2 separate regions of the Gossypium arboreum genome follow, and region 1 is linked to region 2. Evidence: chromatin contacts called from public Hi-C data. All regions are on one chromosome and are shown on one strand. The core of a region is the stretch at or near the end of the contact, and the rest is flanking DNA. Distances in the headings are between cores, read along the strand shown. Region 1 has its middle 40 kb from the start of LOC108472497. Region 2 has its middle 15 kb from the start of LOC128283864.

Evidence for each region. A called contact is a pair of places that touch in the nucleus more often than the background predicts.
Region 1: a Hi-C map of leaf shows a contact between it and region 2, with 3 times the contacts expected there. The contact joins two enhancer-like sites. A contact is called at or near these places in 2 of 5 Hi-C or Micro-C datasets (both in leaf).

The regions. Positions count from the first base shown.
Region 1 is chr11:45,650,884-45,656,469 of ASM2569848v2, reverse strand. No RefSeq gene overlaps it. Among protein-coding and RNA genes, the nearest start is that of LOC108472497, 40 kb to the left of the region's middle. Within about 2 kb of position 3,984, at least 2 of the 2 cell types and tissues checked have an H3K27ac peak or open chromatin away from gene starts, as enhancers often do. A contact at or near this core is called in leaf, where this site is marked.
Region 2 is chr11:45,366,436-45,372,185 of ASM2569848v2, reverse strand. No RefSeq gene overlaps it. Among protein-coding and RNA genes, the nearest start is that of LOC128283864, 15 kb to the left of the region's middle. Within about 2 kb of position 3,590, at least 2 of the 2 cell types and tissues checked have an H3K27ac peak or open chromatin away from gene starts, as enhancers often do. A contact at or near this core is called in leaf, where this site is marked.

The DNA of each region.
Region 1 (5,586 bases), core at 2,735-5,234, 280 kb before region 2:
GAGTCATTTTGTGATGATGAAATGATTTGGGTTGAAATGAACTAATTGATGTTTCTAGGGACTAAATTTAATAATTATGAAAGTTTTATATATTTATGTAGATGTGAAATTGAGTATATATTAGGCTCATCTATTGATGTCATATGTTGAATAAATGTATATAAGATTAAAATAAATGTGAATTGAAATTTGATTGATAATGAAATATGAAATGAAAACCTTATTAACTATTCAGACAAAGTTGGATAGTTGGCATGCCAAAGGATAGGAATAGTTTAACCGATGAGACACTAGGTGTCAACTTATTAATAGCGTTGGGCACAACTCTAGGTGCCAAACTGGTGTGTTGGTTGGATTAGTGTATCTGTCCGAGTCGTGTTAAAAGAAATAAATGGTGAAATCGAGAATGATTTTGAAATGGCAAATGATATAGAAATAGCAATTCCATTGAAATAGCAAATGGTATGGAATGAAATGAAATGTGAAGTAGAATATGAAATAGTGTACTGAATTATGAATATTGATTGTATTTGTTCAATGAACACTTGAAATGAGAAATTGAGATGAAATGTGCCATTACATTAGTTGAATTTGCAAATGACTTATGAAATGTAATTGCTATGTCTTAATATTGGTAAAATGAGCATATTGGGATTAATGACTATGTGAATTAGCCTATTGATTTTACATATTGCATATTATGTTAATTAAGTTTATGCATCATTATGACTTATATTATGTTTTAAATGTTCGGATCATAGAAATACTACTAAGTTATACTCAGCGTACAGTTTTGTTTTCTTTGCGCAGGATAGGTACTTAAAGAATCAATCAACGACTCAGTATCCAGTAATAGTTAGTAATAGTCCTAGACTCAAGTGTTGGTGATGTTTTAAATTTTTGTCTTGGCATATACCTAAGAAGTTTTTTGGTTAATATGATCATTTTGTATCTTGATGGTATTTGAATGTTAAGTGTATAACTGTTTATATATGTGGTTGATGGAATTGGTCAAATTGATGTTATCTTGCTAAAGTAGTTTGGTTATGTGCATAATGGCGTGATGATTGCGGGAATAATAAGTTAGGTGATAGTTTTGGTTGGTGCATGATTATATATTGATAGATGGTATGCATATGCTAACTTTGAATGATTTTGCTACTGCTTAGCTCACGAGTTATATGATTGATAGGGAGCTAAATGTGAGTTTGTTTGAATGGTTGAATGAATGCATGTTTGATTGCTGTTTAAGGTGTCATTAAGGGCATATTGATATTGTATGAAATGTGATAAAATTTTGTATAAATAGTGTTGATAATGCTATAATGGTAATTAGTTAAATATAGGGATAATTGTTTATGGATTAATATGTTTTGTTTGATGATTTCAAGTCTTAATTATTTCCAAAGGGTACCATTTGAGTTTTAGGTGCTTTGGGCATAGATTTTTACCACTTTTGAACTTAAGTATCAATATTTTAGCGTTTGGTATTGATACCTGACCATATGAACAATTTTAAAACAAACAGAATGCCGAAATGATATCGATATTTATATGAGTATCGATACTTTTTCATAAAAATATCGATACCCTTCTTTTACAAAACAAGTAGTATCATGATTTGTATCGATCTTAAACAAGGTATCGATATGGTATTGATATCAAGCTATTAAATATCAATACTAATACTAAATTTTGAAAGTTTTACAAATTCAATCTTATTTCATGTCTGGACTTCACAAATAGGTTCATACATATTGCAAATTATTATTATATTTGATTACAAGAATATGATTAAATATTTATTTAGATTTTGATTAATAAATTGCATGTAGTTGATTTGTATTTGTTTGTACATCCTATTACTTGGGTTCGATGACTGAACCGGGTAAGGGGTGTTACAGATACTTACCAATTATATACCTAGAAGAGCATCTATGTTATGAGGGGTTTGCTCCAAACGGGACTGGATTAACAAGTGGGTTATAGGACCAATATCAGAATATGGGAGGATATATAGGTTCCTGGGCTGCCTAAATGGAAAATACAACCACGTGAAAGGAACTCACCAGTTCGGTTAGTGTCCGAATTGATTAATCATCAAGAAAGACAGTGGGATGAGCAACAACTTATTGTGCATTTGGATGAGGAAATTGCCAAAGCGTACCATGTATTCCTATTGCTGGGAATCTGCAAGAGGACATGATGGTTTAAGGGAAGGAGCTGTCGAGTGATTTTACAGTATGGAGCGACTATAAGATCTTAATTCAAAATGCTGAGTCTACTGGTAATAACGGTAATCATACAACTTTCTTTAAGAGCTCTAGCAAATAAAGTTACTAGAGAAAATAAAAATTATAGTATGGAGAATCTTTAAAAATCACATTCCTAGCTACTATAATTTGTACAATAATAGGTTGCGAAGTTTAGCAACATGCTCGAAGTTTACAGGAGATGTCAAAACCTCTGAGCATATTTTAGAAGGTATCCTTTTGTAGCGAAAATATGGAGAAAGTTAGATTTCGAATGGCCTGATGATATTGCTAATGGATCTTTGCAAGAATGGCTTAATTACATTGTTTCCACGTTCTCTACTACTACATGCAGGATTGTGATTTGTACCCTATGGTACATGTGGTCCGCAAGAAATAGATTAATTCATGGCAAGATGATCTTATTATCTCAAAACATAAAGTACAAAGGGTTGAGTCCTACATTAGAGAAGTTGATATGGTACAGAGGAAATTACCCATTCGAAGGGTTGAGAATGAACGTTGGAGGCCTCTGAAGGCTCCTTTCCTCAAAATAAATTTCGATGCAACATTTCAAGGGAATGATAGGAGATCCTGCACAGGGATAGTTGTTAGAAATTGGGGGGGTTAAGTGGTGGGCTCAATAACAATTGTAAATTGTCACATACCTAAGAGTTTTGCAACGGAGGCCCTTGCATGTCTCCACGTAGTGAGTTTGGGGATAGATTTCCCTATTGGTAATAAAAAAAAGTTGAGGTCTTGCGAGTGAAGATGGGTCAGTTATAGGGGCTTATATATATGATGCAAAGAAAAAAGTAGAGGGGTTCACAAAATGTTTATTTAGACATGATCCTAGAGATGTGAATAGGGTTGCACATTTATTAGTAAGAGAGGAGTTGAGAAGATATGGGAGTAAAGGTGTGTATGGGCCGGGCCGAGCCGGGCCCAACTAAAAATTTAGGCCCGTTTTCTAGGCCCAGCCCGCAAAAATGGGCTTAAAATTTTGCCCAAGCTCGGCCCGAATAGAAATGTTAAAACTCGAGTCCCAATCCGCCCACCCATATTAATTTTTATATTATTTTATATAATTTTAAAATATATATAAACCATCAAAATACTAAAACATTAAAATAAATATTTCTCAACAAATTGAAAATAAATTTTAAAAATATGTATACTTAAATAACACTAAAATAGATGCAATTTAACAAGCAAATTCCTCTAAAATAATAACAAAATTAGTAAATGTCTTTAAAATAATAAAAAATTAACAATAAAATAAGTTTTATATAATATCCAAATAATAACAACAAAATAGTAGCAATATAATAGTAAAATAGTAGTAAAATAGGGAGAAAATAATAAGAAAATAATATTAAAAAAATAATTTTTTTTCATTTAGTGAATTCGGGCTGAACTTAGGCCAAAAATGCCTTACCCGAGGCCTTGTCTGTTTTTTAAACGGGCATTATTTTTTTACCCAGGCTATTTTTTCGGGTCTATATTTTTACCCAAACCCTCTTACATTTCGGGCGGGCTTTCGGGCCATGCCACCCCTTTAGGTGAGGGTGTGTGCCGGACTTTGTGAGGGATGCGATGGACAATGATTGACACAACCGACATGTGGGGGTAGGGGGAAGAAATGGTGGAGATGTTCTATGATGGCACCACACTGGGTGTTTGTTGGTGGACAAGGAACTTTAACGAGGCTTGAAGGTGGGGAAGGGTATTGAGTATTGCTGCTATTTGAGGTGCGGGTACGAAGATCGGGATTGAAGGACGGATCAGAGTAGATGGGTTTCTTTTGATGTGGTGATCTTCGAGTTTTCGACGAGTTTTGGGGGGCCTCGATTAAGATCAAGGGAAGTGAACGATATGATTGTTACCTAGGAACAAACGTTGTCGTTTTGGATTCCATGGTGCTGTGATTGTCCATGGAAAGGGAAAGTGAGTATGGCCTTAGAAGAGATAGAATTCGAGAATGCTCTATCGAGTGGATGCCAACTCAATGTTGGGTTGTTTTATTTGGTTTCGTTTGGTCTCGATTTTTTCTCTAATTGGTTTTGAATTCTTTCTAGTTGTTTGGTTTGTTTATTTTATTATTTTATTATTATGAATAAAATAATCCAGATCCCCTTAAAAAAGTATTATTTTCGATGTTTAAAATTATGAGGGATAATTTTCATATTTTCTAGCTGAACATGGATAAAAGTTCCAGTTTTTTTATGATTGTGAGATTCAAGTATTCATCTTCTCTTATTTAGTCATTCTTTATTTTATGGGATTAGGTTCCATTCCTTATTATTGTTTGTGGTATCATTTCAAGTAGGATCACTTGTTTAGTAACTAGACCCATAATTGGTTTTTTTTATTTATTCTAATAATGATAACAACAATAATTTAACATAAATTGATTGAATATTAGGTGACTGAGTTGTACCATGGCAATGGTAATTTAATTTAAATATATCACTCAATTGAATTTATTGATTAAAGTTGAGTATTTCTAATTTGTAAATCTATTCAAAATTGAATTTTTAAAAATATCTCTTATAGTTGTTCGATTTGCAATGATTAATTGTTGAACTAATCACAGTTAATTTAAAAAAAAAGCTGATGATATAAAATTATTATTTGATTGCTATAACCAACTTTTGAATGAGTAAGAAAAACCTAGTATAATATGTGATCAATCCAATACTGAGACTAATATCACACCTAAGGCTAGAGTTTTCCTCATATTAATTATTTCTTCATTATTTCGAATTTTCTATTTAATATTTTGATTCCTCTTGTTTCCATTATCATTGAAAATTCCATTTATTTATTTGCTTGCAATTTTTTTATAAAATATTTCTTTACAATTTACTTAGTCACGAGCTTAATTAATTTTTGGTCACAGCAGAATTTAATTCTTTTTATACAGAATTTGACCCTATTCCTTTATTTGTAATTCAGTTATGTTATTAGGTATAAAATAAATAAATAAATTCGGTGAATTCGGCGTGCACTCGAAGAGACAAGAAGTGGTATTTGAAGACGAAGAAGAAAAAAATCTGAAAATGAGAAGAGGATAGATGCAAAAAAGGAAGATGCCCCTTCTGAAAAACAACCTCTCGCATAGCTTTTGAACGTGAGAATAATTCTCCTAATAAATAGAGGCCATGCCATGATTTGGAATTTGTTTCTTAATTAACTCTGTAAGGAAAAATAATCTCTTGCTTTGATGATAACCTGACCTCTCTTTTACAATTGACATAATTAATAAATTTAAAATTTAGTGTTTATTTATTATATCAATTTAATTATAATTTTTTAAAAAAAATAACTCTTA
Region 2 (5,750 bases), core at 2,341-4,840:
TAGCACTAAATGTAACACCCTAAACCCGGCCTAAACGTTATGGCCGAATTTGGCGATGTCACATGGAATAGATTTCTGAAATTGAACTCCTTAAGTTAAACCATTCCGGTTAGGTAACCTTTATTTAAATTGAAAGAATCACGCACTAGATGTTTTGTTTCAAACTTGTCCTTTTTAAGTGGAAACTGTTATAATCAATTAATCTAGGAAAAACTGTTTTTGTTTACTAAATCCTTAGTTTTAGGAAAACCATTTTTGTCGAATTGTCATTTAAATAACCATAAAACAATATAAAGTTCCAAAATAGAAACCAAGCAGTCCAAGTCCAGAATTACATCAAAACCCAACCAAGTAAAAAATCTGAAAATTTGCGAAAAACAGTCTAAGATTTTACGTGTGGCCACCATAGAGTCCTCTGCTGCATCAATCCGTCAAATATGGGGATTACCTGGAAAGATTAAATAGAAAAGAGTGAGTTTCGCAACTCAATGTGTAATCCCCACAGATATCAAACTTACAAAGTAATCACTAGAAATTAGAAATCACAGACTAGGCCGGAGCCCATTGCAGAAACAGTTTGGGCTTTAGCCCACTCAGATGCAGAATCAGAAATATATTAGGGCCTTAGCCCAATCAAATACAAAATGTAGATTAGAATATTAGAATCCTACCCACCAGCCACTACACACCATCTCCGTCTAGCCTTACACACCATGTGGGGATATAATCAACCCACCCATCCCTACACACCATGCTGTACCGAAATATGACACATAAATCGAATAATGCAGTTGAGCTGCCAGATAACAGGCTTAAAGCCCTTCAGCCCACATGGCCCAAATTGGCCTTGACCGTGTGGATCACACGGCCTGGCCCAAAATTTCAAACGCCCGTGTGGGTCCACACGCTCGTGTAGCCTATACGACCCAATTCTGTCTACCTCGTATGTCGCACAGGGCCTACCTGGCCATCACACGGCCGTGTCTAGCGCGCACAGCCTGGCCTCGTCAGTCACATGGTCGTGTTGTCGCACACGGCCTACCACACAGACGACCACACGCCGGTGTAGCGCCGACAGAATGGTTTTTTAACTTTTCGTCGAACCCCGTTTCCTGCGTTTCGGGTACACACCTGTTATGGTTTGATGCTGAAACAAACCCTGAACACTCCAGAACCTATATTCGACCAAAGTATCATTCAGTAAATCCCCTAATTCACAATTCTAAAAGTCACCATTAAAAGGAACATTCCCCTTAATCTAACAACTTCCTTACATCGAGCAAGTAATGGTAATTTCGCAACACTCAAGCCCTATCTTCCACCTAAATACCAAAATCAGCCCCCTATTAACAGAATATTCGTTACAAATTCGAAACACACTTAATCAACTTAGCAACAAGGCTCAAAAGCGCAAAAACTATGATCCTTGGTCACTTGTTTGTAGAAAGAACGAAAAAAATAAAAATAAAAGAAACAGTAATGATAGTGAAGTAGAGAGGAGGATTTCAGCAGGGAGAATGGAAGAGGAAAAACAAATGAAACGTCAGAAACTTTGAGAGGGAGAGAAAGAAATGAAATTTTGAAAAAACAAAGGATTCCAATATCTCAAATTCCCCTTATTTTTCTCCAGCAACTACCCCCTACTCAAAATTCCTGTTTGACCGAAACTCTCACTGTCAAACAAGCAAAAATAGACTCCACGCTCACGCAATGATTCGAACACAAAACCTTCAGCAATCTAGCACTCAACTTAACCACCAAACCAATAAGCCCATTCTAATATGGTTTTACAAATACTTAAATATAAGTCTATTGAACAAGGTGAAGACTTTATTCAGAAAAAAAAAACCAAAATTTACCCAATGAAAGGTTTGAACTTGGGACCTCACACACACACTTAGAACACTTAATTATTAAAGCACTACAAATTTATGTCATAAAATCACAAATATATATATATATATATATATATATATATATATATAAATTTTATGCGTTACATTAATATATATAATCTAAAATTTGTAAAATTAAAATATATATATTTTAAAAAGTCTGTAAAAATTTTAACAATTTTAAAACAATACAGTTGACTTTGATTAATTATTGATCAACATTGACTGAATTTTAATTTACACTTTTAATATTTTAAGAAACTTTATATATATATATATATATATATATATATATATTATTGTTGAGTCTTTTATAACAAATATATTTTTGAAGTTATTACCATTTTCAATAATTTTTATATATTTTTAATTATATATGCTTTTAATTTTCTAATGTCTAATTTTTTTCCAGTTTTAGAATTTTTCAATATATTTTAGGTTTTTTTTCAACATATATTAAAATCATTGTAATTTGTCTAGAGTTTATATACATATATTGAATTTTGACATATTTTTAGTTTCCTAGAGTTAAACAAAATGTTAAATTTTTATTTTTAAAATTTTAAAATTTTTATTTTTAGCTTATATTTATATATTCCAAAAGTTTCTAGATTTTTAAAATTTACCAAGTTTTTAATTTTCTAGAAATTTAACTAATTTTTATTTTGAATATTTATTTATATATTTTAGAAATTTCCAAAATTTTATTTTTTTAAAAATCAATTTTCCATTTTCTATTATATATATGTTAATTTTTATCTCCATAGATGCCATGAGGAGTATTCTAATATGATGAAGTGCCACGTGCCACAATTTAATAGGTGACATTTGTTAGTTGGTTTCCAAAACATATTTTAACATTATTGGACTAAAGTGATAAACAGAATGTAAGTACCGATCTGAGAAAAAAATAGCAAAATAAGAAAATCAATGTAGTTTAAGGGCTAAATCGTGGCTAAAATATTTTAGAAAGTTCACATAATTATAATCATTAAAAATACTTTTTATAGTTTTAGAAAATAAAGTTTCAATTTGTTTTAGAATTTTATGATTTTTTAGATGTTTTTGGATTTATTGTTAAAAATATATAGAAATTTAATGGGCTAAATTAGATATCAATCCTATATAAAACATTGGACCTCATAATTCTGTCAAGGGGTTAATGGACAAATGGACAAATGACCAAACGTTACAAATACCCAAATTTAGTGATGATTTTGAAACTTTTTACCGTCTATTGACTGGAATGAAAACTTACAAATAAGGAGGTGACTCTTAGTGCAATTTACCCTTTAAAAAATGAAGGTTTTTTAGGCAGAGAAAGGCGTCCAAACCTAGCAGACTTATTTCGTTGGAGAAGTGTGGGGCAAGGGGGATCCCAAATGGTAGGGCCTAGTGGACTTATATCATTGTTGTGCTATAGGTTTACAAATTGCAGGATATGGGAACATCACATGTTTGTGTTGACTTCAAAATTGAGACGCTTAAGAACTATTTCAGCTCCTTTTATTATGACTTACAATTTAAGATCAATTTCTGAATAATTCAATTGCCATTTGGGTATACTAAGAAACAGATAATTTTAAAGTTGGGTTATCTGCAGGTGGTCACGGCTCCATTAGTCTTTATCTCCTACTGCTATTATTACACACTGAAACAGCTACCTCTAGCCTCTCTATCATCTTATGCTTCCTATACTGCTTGGATTTCTGCATCTGTCCCACTATTCACCGCCACCATCACATGCCTTTCTTGTTCTTTCCTTTTCATCTTTTCTTTAACATTCAGAAAGGTAAATTTAAAAAAAAACAAAAAAAGAAAGTTTCAGTCTCCTTCAACTTGCCATCTGTACGGCTATACCTACCTGATGTTGAATATTGGAAGTTGGGGTCATTAGCTTTGAACGTTTACTCATCAAGTGTAGAGAAAATCTACATTTTTTGTGGTCACTTGAGTTGTTGATTGACAATGACAACCCTTCGTCTATTTAAATTATTGGAAATGTGTTTGTTAGTTTGCCAAAATCCAGAAACTTGTACGGGGAAAACAAATAAAAAAATTAGTGGTGCATATAAACCTAGAATCAACACATGAGAAGAATCAAACCATCGCAGATAAAGGTCTAGGTTATCGGAATTTAAGGTAAAGTATTTTTAAGTGTATGTGTATGATAAAAGGGTATATTCATTCTCTTCAATTCGTAATCATATATTATACGCATATGGCCTTATGATTAGCATCCTTAGGAGAAAGGTGAATTGGGTAGAGAAGAAATACTAACTAAAATTATTGGCAGAATCAGAACAAGCTAGCCAGAAGGAATCAAAATAAATTCTCCATTATTTCATGCCATATTCTCATTAATAATTTAATCTCATAACTCAATCAATTTGCAGCATCTGGTGCCTGCAAGATTATGAGAAATAAAGAGCTGTTTCTGGTACACTGAAATTATTGTACCACCGCGTGGCACTTGGCACATCTTCCTCGGCTTTACATCAACAATTGAAAGCAGCATTCCTGTTGGCTTTGGCTTATTTGGAGCTTCATTTAAATATTAGATTTGTATAGTTAAAATATCACATCATACCACTAATTATCAGCTATAAATTGCATTTCCTATCATCTAGTGCTTTCATACTATATGCTAATACTATGTACTAGAATGTTTGACACATCTACATTTTTCTCTTCGGATCTTCAAGTGCAAATTATATTTTGTTCTCTTTAGAAAAAAAATAATAAATTAATTATTATATATTAGATTGAAGAGTAAATTGATCATTCTATTAAAAATTCTATCTATTTTTACTGTTAAAAATTTATCCATGTATGTTTAAATGAGGTACACATGACACGTCATATATAATTGTCTGATTATTCTGTTAGCAATGTCAGAAATGGATGAAATTTTTAACAAAAATGATCAGTTTTACTCTTTGATCAAATTTACTGGGACTAATTTACCCATTTTTTTTGGGTAAAAGGGCAAAATAAAAACTAACTCTTAATACAATGGCTCCCATTATACTTTTACCCTTTAATTGTTTTTTTTAGGTTAAATTCTGCTATTAGTCTCTGTACTTTGCAAAACTTGTGGATTTATTCCTTCTACTTTTATTTGATTAATTTTAGTCCATGTACTTCTTAATTTGGTCAATTTTAATCCTACTTTTCAAATTTTGAAATTTTAGTCCTGACACAAAGAGTAGTAGGTAAATTTGTTTTCAATTACTAATCCTTCACTATTCATACAGGTGTAGATTTAGTCCATTTTATCCAATTGGATCATTCTAAGTCCTTATACTTTTCAAATTTTGAAATTGCAATCTTAACGCAAATGGTTGTCGTTAATCTATTAATTGAATCTTTTTAGTGAGTAATATGTGAAAATGATAAGTTAATATGACATTAAAAATATGATAATATGTTTGGCGCATCAAATTTTAAAAATAGCATAACCTTACTTGATCAATTTAACAATTATTGTTTGGTGTGGATAGAAATTTTAAAATTTGAAAAGTACAAGGACTAAAAATAACTAAATAAAAGTATAAGAATTAAATCCATAACTTTTTCTAAATACAAGGACTAATAGCAGAATCATCATCAACATTTCCTTCTGGTTTTATTATTTAAAATTCATAAAGAAAAAGATCAGGGTAATTTTGGGCTGGGTCCAATTCATGGGGAATATAATAGAAACCGAGGGCAATAAGAGCCTAAACCCAGGATGAATTTCAGAAGGGCTGGCCCCTAAGTTATTGTAGCCATTAAACTTGTAACGACGCCTCTGGGCCTACTAAAACTTGGAATTGACTTTTCAAATGGTTTTAATCTCCCAAAGCTCTTTAT